Regions from separate parts of the Triticum aestivum genome. Here region 1 is linked to region 2. The links are chromatin contacts, called in public Hi-C maps. All regions are on one chromosome and are shown on one strand. Each heading gives the region's core, a stretch centred on a gene start, on an enhancer-like site or on the middle of the called end of the contact. The rest is flanking DNA. Distances are from core to core; before and after follow the strand shown. Region 1 holds the start of LOC123164645 (spermine synthase). Region 2 has its middle 17 kb from the start of LOC123164495.

Region 1 (4,562 bases), core at 1,714-4,213, 280 kb after region 2:
CGGGCACGGAGGAGATGGATATGAGGAGTGGATGCTCTCGACAACCTCGCCGCACAGGCGGCGCACCTCCACAATGAGAACACGCGTGAGCGCGCGACCCCATGCTCTCAACGACCTCGCCGCGCTCGCCTTGCCGCGCCGGCGCGCTCGCGCTGCCCTGCCGCTGCCCTACCAAGCTCGCGGCCTCTCTCCACGCAGCGGCAACAACTCGTCGCAGGCACCGCTCGCCATGGCCGCGCTCGCGTAGACGTACTCGACGGCGGCCGCGTCGCGCATGCTAGCTAGCTAGTTGTTGTTGAACATATGGTTTGTGCATGTATATTGTATAGCCTGGCCCACCTCCTAGTCATTGTATAGTTGAGGTTGTGGTCCACTTTGTACTCCATATATACGTGCGCTATGCACCGATCAATACATCGTAAAGCATTGCCAAAACTCTTGTTTCCAACAACTTATGACTGTCGCGCTCCTCCAGCGGCTTACTGCTCGTCTTCGCGATGAGTTTGCCCTGAAGGACTTGGGGCCCCTGCACTACTTCCTTGGCATTGAGGTGGTTCGACGGGCAGATGGGTTCTTCCTGCACCAGCAGCGCTACACCCATGAGCTTCTTGATCGAGCCGGCATGCTTAACTGCAAGCCCGCTCCCACGCCTGTCGACACCAAGGCCAAGGTTTCCGCTCTGGAGGGTTCTCCCGCATCCGATGCGGCCTTCTATCGCTCAATTGTGGGTGCTTTGCAGCACCTGACCCTGACGCGCCCTGACTTGCAGTATGCTGCTCAGCAGGTCTGTCTTCACATGCATGCTCCGCGCGACTCTCACTGGACTATGGTGAAGCGTATCCTCCGTTACATACGCGGCACCCAGTCCATGGGACTTACGCTGACGGCCTCCGCCTCCACCGACACCGTCGCCTACTCTGATGCGGACTGGGCTGGCCGCCCGGACACACAGCGCTCCATCTCGGGGTACCGTGTCTACCTTGGACCGTCTCTGATCTCTTGGTCCTCCAAGCGACAGCCCACCGTCTCCCGCTCGAGTGCCGAGGTAGAGTATCGGGCAGTGGCTAACGCCGTTGCTGAATGCTCTTGGCTTCGTCAGCTGCTCTAGGAGTTGCTTTGTGATGTTCACAAGGCCACGCTCGTCTACTGTGACAACGTCTCCGCCGTGTACCTCTCTGCCAACCCGGTCCATCATCGTCGAACGAAGCATATTGAGCTCGACATACAGTTTGTTCGTGAGCAGGTGGCTCTTGGGCGCATCTGGGTCCTCCACGTCCCGACGGCGCAGCAGTTCGCTGATGTCATGACAAAAGGACTGCCTACTTCTGTTTTCGAGGAGTTCAGGTCCAGTCTTTGCGTATCCGGCGACGCTTCGACTGCGGGGGGTGTTGAACATATGGTTTGTGCATGTATATTGTTTAGCCCGGCCCACCTCCTAGTCATTGTATAGTTGAGGTTGTGGCCCACTTTGTACTCCATATATACGTGCGCTATGCACCGATCAATACATCGTGAAGGATTGCCAAAACTCTCGTTTCCAACAGTTGTGGCTGCTGCATGCCGCGTGCACAGCTGCGTGCGTGCGCGCATGCTCGCCGTGGTAGCTTGCGCGATGAAGCTCGCACGCCCCGCCGCCTCCCGGCCCGACCTCGTCCCCTGCACCGCTGCTGGTCGCCACCCTCCCCCCACCACCACCGTCCCCGCGCCGCCCCGCCGCTCCTGGTCGCGTGCCCGGCCTCGCCATGCCCTGCCGCTCCTGCGCCCGGCCTCGCCGCGCCCTGCCGCTCCTGCGCCAGGCCTCGCCGCGCCCGACCCCGGCAGCGCCCGACCCACGCCCGGTCTCGCGCTCGCCGTGCCGCCCCCGCCGTGGGGTTCAAGCTCGCCCGTCGGCCTCCCCGCGCGCTGCGAGCTCCCCTGCCCTGCCTGCTACGTGTTTGAGGAAATGTCAGGGCGGACATGTCAAAAATGGGTCTGGCTACCGTTGGGCGCACTCGCAGACCCAAATGAAAAAGCGGGCACGGACGCACGGAGAGGCGACCTAAACGGACAAGAAGCGGACGAAATCGGTGTCCGTTTAGGTCGGCCCGTTGGAATTGCCCTAAATAGTCGTTTGATTAAATTTGTGTAACATCAGAAGTCATGCATGTATTCATACATAAGTTGCTTTTTTACATTAATCTACCCATGCAAACAATGTCACCCACCAAGTCATGCTTGTCTTTTCTTTTTTAGAAATCAAGCCATGCATGGGCAGTCATAAGTTGTTTTTTGGCGTTGATTTTTATACGGTTATGGACGGTAAAAATATATGATTCACGCTTCACATTTTTGTTAAAATAAGGCATCACGTTAAGTGCAGTTTAAAAGCTTTTCTTCTTTTATACGTAATTTTGTCACATACTTTGTGGGTTTTGCTGATTTTAAAATGAAAATCGAGAATAATCTTGTATTTATTTTTCCATTATTTTTTGTCATTTTTAACCACATAGTATGCACTTGTTTTAACACGCAACACACGTTTGTTTATTCATTTTTCAAGCAACACACGTTTGTTTGTTTCTTCTTCTTCTTCTTTAGTTTTTAGGGGAAACGCATGTAGGAGTAGTATGTATGCTTCGTGTCCAAGTACTTTCTCTCCTAATAATTGCTGATCGCGAAGCAAATTCAGAAGCGCACTCGTTTTAAGGGAACCGAGGGGCATGCACACTGTCACGCAGCAAAATCTGCGGCTTGAATGAGTTGCCATGTTCTTGATATGAGTTGAGTGGCATGCAAGGGAGAGAAAAAAGCAGGCATCTTTCCGTGCGCAAGGACATCATCGTCCCTTTTCTCCGAGAATCGGATGCGGAGACACCTCACATGAAAGGTACATCCAATCCGTTGGAGCGGGGTTATCTGGAGAAGAGCATCGCATTCCGCCCTTTTAATGCCGTCAAAATCAAGCACGAGCCCTTCGTTTCTTTGGTGCTCCCGTCCCGTCCCATCCCCATCTACCTACCGTGGACGGTGCCAGAAGAGGACCAGTCACAGCCTGCACTTGCACTGCACATGATCGCCTATTTAAGCTTCTCCTGTTCTCGCCCACCCCGCTCCACCCCATTCCCACTCTCTCCCAGCAGCGGCACGTCATCATCTTCCTCCCCCTCGCCGTCCGCGTGTACGTCCAACAGGTGAGAGCTACAAAAGCTTCCAGCCTAGGCGCGCGCTCGTTTCTTCTTCTGGCGCCTGCCTAGGTTCACTTCCGGACTACGGTGGCGCTCCGCCGTGCCCAAGTTTTCCAGGGGGGCGTTCTTTCACGCTAGAGGACTTGACTAGAGTCCAGAGGTCGTACAAACTTTTTCGATTTAGCCCTGCAGATTCCGTGAAATTGGTCCGCTGTTGTCGGCGCTGTTAAATCCGGCAACCCAAGCGGCTATTTAGCCCCGGGACACGGCCAGATGTTTCCTGTCGCCCCTTGTTCGTCTTCTTCCTCCTCGGTGGCGGTGGCCGTGGCCGTGGCCGGGTCGTCGCTTGTGTTCCCAACGAGGTTATAGCCCCCCGGCCCTGGAGATATCTTTCTTTCTTTATCCAACAAAAAAGACGCCGTTTGTTTATTTAAGTTCACAGCCCCGTCGTCTTCTTCTGGGTGCACGCCAGGTGCTTGGTCCTTTGTGCCAGTGGTTCTACTTGCCAGTGGTTCGATCTGCCCGCACCATTGCATTTTTTTTCTGCGTTTAAACTAGCTGAAAATAGTCAGCCTCTCTGGTTTGCTTGATGATTTCTATATAAAAAGCGCCTCTGGCATTTTTCGATTTTGAGGGGGTAATTTCCCTTCCTTTAGCAATACACGGTTACATTCAAAGATTCTGCATCTTTGTGAAAAAATGATTCTAGATTTCTTCGATTCCATCCTATCGCACCACTGGATGCAAATTTGCTCCACGTAGGGATCTGTGCTGTTTTGTTAGTTTTTTTGTTGTATAATCAAAGTTTCCAATCATGCCTTATCTAGACTTTCTGTTCCAGAATATATGTTAGGGGGCAGTAAATAGCATGACATAATTTCAGTTTTGCTAAAGCACGTCTAGATGTCATATGATTTACCTAACTTTGTTGGATTTTTACTACAGCTTCATCAATCATTAGTAAACCAACCACATCCACAAAACAAGACTTACACCCAATCCAGATCGCATTTAGTGCTCTGGCATTGCCCTACACTAGGTGCAGAGCTGGTGTCATCATATCCATATGCCCTGTTGTCATTGGAACTTGTTGACTTTCGTTTAATTAAGTACTAGAGGAGTGGAAGACTGCTGAGAACTGAAATACGAGGGGAAATCTCTGATGTTCACTACCAACTAAAGCCTAAAACTGAGATGGTGAAAGCATGAGTACAGGGCGATAGTTCAATTTGTTTCCTTTCATTCATGTTGATCGCATATAATACTAGTAGTAGTTTGCTTGAGAATGTCATGTTTAGAACCTTAGCGTTTGTTCCTCTTTCGTGGTTGTAAAGTAATTTTGTACCTTTTGTTGATTACCTAGTGAAAGAAAAAAAATCCCAGACTGTTTTTTTTTCT
Region 2 (4,068 bases), core at 159-2,658:
TTTAGAGGAGGTCCGGCTTGCTGTACCATCCACCTTGCGTTGCGGCGTCGACATCCCCTTCCCCTCGGCCGCTGGGGTGTTCTTCCTGCCCGAGGCCAGTGCCTCTGCATCCCCCTGCCTGCCGGTCGTGTTCCTCTGGTGTGCCATCCCCGAGCCCGATGCACTGCTAGCTCGGCTGGTAGATTTCTTCTGGTTCGCCTCGCCTATGGACACCCTTGTGTTGTTATGATTCCTCGGGGTAGTCGCAGCCGCCGCGGCCACCGATGCCGATCCCATCTATTCCGAAACCCTAGCCTCCTTCTCCCCAACCTTCTCCGCCATCCGCTCCGTCAACAGCGAAGAAGGAAGATCGCCGGTCGGTCCTGAGGACTGCGCCGTCGCCGTCCACGTGAACCACCGTATCCTCTCTCACCCCCGCAGCTCAAACCCTAACCCTAGCAGCGGTAGGCGATCGCCATGCAATCGCCTCCCGTCGCCTTAGCGTTTTCCTGCATGGTGGACCCTTCGTTCGGAGCTGGAGTGCCTGGGCCGTGACCGTCAGTCAACTGATGTGTACACAAAGTAGTGCAAGCTGGAAGCAAAAAAAGTCTTTGACGAATTAATTTGCAATGCGAAATAATAAGAAATACAGATAGCACTTGTAGCTCTCAGGACTTAACCGCCACAAGGATAGTACTAGTTCAGAGACTCATGGTTGATCTCCGCTTTGCTTCAATCGATGTGTAGTGCTGGAACTCTCCTCAGGGTGGTCTCGCGCGTGTCCTTCGGTTTGCCTTGGAAGTTTAAATGGCAATGAATAAAATGATCCAGAACTTGGCAACCATGAAGTACGACCTTCTGTACTTCCTTTCGATAGAGTTTATAAGTCGACATGGATTCTTAGGTCTTTAATTTAACTAAAAAACATGTGGAATATTTCTTCAAAAAAATTATGTGCAGAAATTTCATTCGATAACGAATGTAATTTTTTTTTCTATGGCATATGACATGTGTTTCGCTAGTAAATTGAAAACCTTAAAATACGTGCCCGGCATTATAAACCCGACCAGACGGAGTACTGAATTTGGATCACAAATGCAGGACAAAACCTTCCAAATCGCAAGAGAGAGAAAACAGTCAAACTGTTGCTTGAATTTGCACTGCTGTTGCCCAATGTGCAGGGCTGGTTTCCTTCTATGGGTCGCAAGCAATAACTACTTGGATTTGTCATGAACTAGGCGCTGAATTTGAATTGTCATCATCCTGCACAAACTATGCACAGTCTTGGCCTCTCGGGGGCACATCGGTCACCGACACGCACGTTGGCAGGTTTCGTTTTCCCCTCGTTTCACAAACGTGGCAACGACACTGGTAGCGATGAGTCTCGACTGGCCGTCAATCTCACGATGACATGTCGTGACGAGCCGCTTATGCACGTCCACATCCGGATGGACGACGTCGACCCTGCGAATCCAGCACCACATCCACATCTTATCCACTGATCGCGTCCGTTTCCTATCCGATTGCACCATCTATGCAACAGACTCGCCAACATGGCAAACTCACCACCATGCATGCATGGGAGACAAGCACATGATCTCTTCCGTGCATGGCTGTGCTGCAGGAAAATGAGTCGCACCAAACTTGACGCCCCCATCGCCTGCCTCGCGTAGCTGTCCACCACATGGTCCTGTCCGCAAAGAGAGAGAAAATTGTGGACATGTGTAAATTGTTGAAGTTGCAAGGGATGTGTACAAGCACGACCTAACTAAAGGTGTATCCAATGAGGACTCATATTCTTTTCCGTGTTTTATCTATATATATAAAATGAGGCGCAAGCCGTTTTCATCATGGTGTCTCATCCGTTGCAAGCCTGCAACCAAAGCCTGGCTTATTAGACGCTCGTGTCTCGTGAGGGGCTGAAAGTGAGAGCATACCGTAGAACCAACGAAACCCTTCATTTGGACATGCATGACATGCTTCGTCAATCTACTATCCTACGCATGGGAATACTTATGTAGGTATGATGCCAAGATCCAACTAACTTCGCCCGTGAATTTAGTTAGAAACCTATACACGTTTTTTGTGTGGCCAAATGGCAAAAGACAGCCAGTCAACTCTTATAGCACTGACCCTTGAAAAAAAAAATTTACGCACAACACTTTGAAGAAACCAATCTCCTGCCTTAACGAGAGTATTTAATCCCACCGTTCTACACATGCATAGCACTAGTCTACCATGCAAAAACTACGACCATGTGATTTTTTTAATATGAAAAAGATGGTGTAACATCATAATATAATGGGTTTCATGTATCACGAGCAACAAATGTGATAGGGTGGGTATGGGCATCTATAGCATCCCTTATCCTCTAGAAAAGCCATTTTTCTTTATCTAGCAGATCCGTAAAACTTAATGGCCAGAAAAATAATTTTTCCAATCCGTCCGACCATTTTCAAATTTATAGCACTTTAATGCAAAACTTAAGAATTCAAGAACAGACAATTCATTCTCAAGAAAAAGAACAGACAGTTCATATACATATTTAGTTTAATGGTTTAAACTGAACCATTCAAATTCAAACACAACATACCGTCCACATGAACTAAGAATCCAAATAAAGCGGGGCGAAATTCTTTTTGGATAACTAAGAATCCAAATAAACATGATAAAAATACAAGAATCAAGTGCTATGAAGTCTCACATACTCAAGGATGAGATCTTCCCCGATGCGAACATATTCATCGATGGCGGCCGAGCATCTATAAGCAAGGACTCACACGGTTGATGCAATCTTCAATAATGGGCTTGCACTCATAGTTACCCTTGCATTTTTTTTCTCAGCTCAAACCAAGGATCATGCTTCTCCTTAGCTTTTGCAATGGTGTTGCAGAGATCCCAATGCATCCGGAATACCAAACATAGTAAGAGGGGTATACTGCATTCGACGCAAAATAATGCCTCACTAAACCATAATGACCGATGTCGTATCTTAAGGAAATATCCTCCGGCCATATGAGAACCAGGCCTTGGTCTCCTAAAATCGTACCCCATGGCAACCGCGGAGGCGCCTGTGGTGACTTCGTCAATCTCAAGATAACGTGTCAGCTCAATCTCTCGAAGGTGCTCACATGGATAGGATGTGCGTGCTTGCGTTTATATGGCTGAGTGTATGTGGGTATGTATGAGTGTCTGCATCTGTACTATGTTAAAAAACTGACTCGTAAAAGAAAGTCAGGTGATATGGTAGGCATTATTTCACACAAAAGAACATGCGATATACACTCGCATTGCAACTTCACTTAACAGAATAATTCGCCCCCCCCCCCCCCACCCCCCACACAAAAAACGTTGTTCCGGAGTTGTACCATTACGTGTTGCCCGTGCTGCTCGTGTCTCTGGTGCTAGGGTTAGGCTTGATGGTATTTGTGGCTCCCAGAAGCTTAGAGCATTTACCATCGTATTTGGTAAACTGGTCCCTCAAACGTCGGCGAAAGCGTATGGGCGCGTTCGTGGGCAGTGACCGATCACGTCATAAATTTATTACTCTGCATCCAGATATCTTATATTTGAAACTTTAAATTCATACCAAGCATACAAATGAGGAAATCCTACATACAAAACCTATACTACCCAAATTCTCGCCGGAGATGTCCGCTATCTCTGTGCCTGGCTCCGGATACATGGGCAGCAGCCGCAACTTTGGCTCTTGCGGCTCCTTCGGCTACTCCTCGTCGGCCTCCGCCTCCATCTCCGCGTCTAGTTTGTCGAAAAGCACGTCGGCCGTCGCCCATTCTTGCCGGAAGAACTGTCAGTTGGCTCCACATATACCTCATCCTGGATGGACTTCAGGATGGCCTGCTGCTCCGCCATCTCGGACGTTTGGGCGACTGCAAACTCTTCCTCCGCGTCCTCCATGCTGAAGCCCGGAGCCGGCTCCTCCGCCTCCGCCTGCTCCCGATCCGCCACCTCCATCGGAGCCGGCTACTCCTCCTCCTCCGACTCCAGCGAGTCCGGAGGCAGATCGGCTGCGATGCGGGCGGCACGACTCGTCCGGATCTCCTCCTCAATCTGGAACCGGCACTCCGT

Evidence for each region. A called contact is a pair of places that touch in the nucleus more often than the background predicts.
Region 1: a Hi-C map of leaf shows a contact between it and region 2, with 6 times the contacts expected there. The contact joins the promoter of LOC123164645 here to the enhancer-like site in region 2. A contact is called at or near these places in 3 of 5 Hi-C or Micro-C datasets (all in leaf).

What each region holds. Positions count from the first base shown.
Region 1 is chr7D:422,137,626-422,142,187 of IWGSC CS RefSeq v2.1, forward strand. LOC123164645 (spermine synthase) reads left to right here and starts at 2,964. Exons shown (of 12, transcript XM_044582190.1): 1 at 2,964-3,170.
Region 2 is chr7D:421,860,898-421,864,965 of IWGSC CS RefSeq v2.1, forward strand. No RefSeq gene overlaps it. Among protein-coding and RNA genes, the nearest start is that of LOC123164495, 17 kb to the left of the region's middle. Within about 2 kb of position 1,409, at least 2 of the 8 cell types and tissues checked have an H3K27ac peak or open chromatin away from gene starts, as enhancers often do. A contact at or near this core is called in leaf, where this site is marked.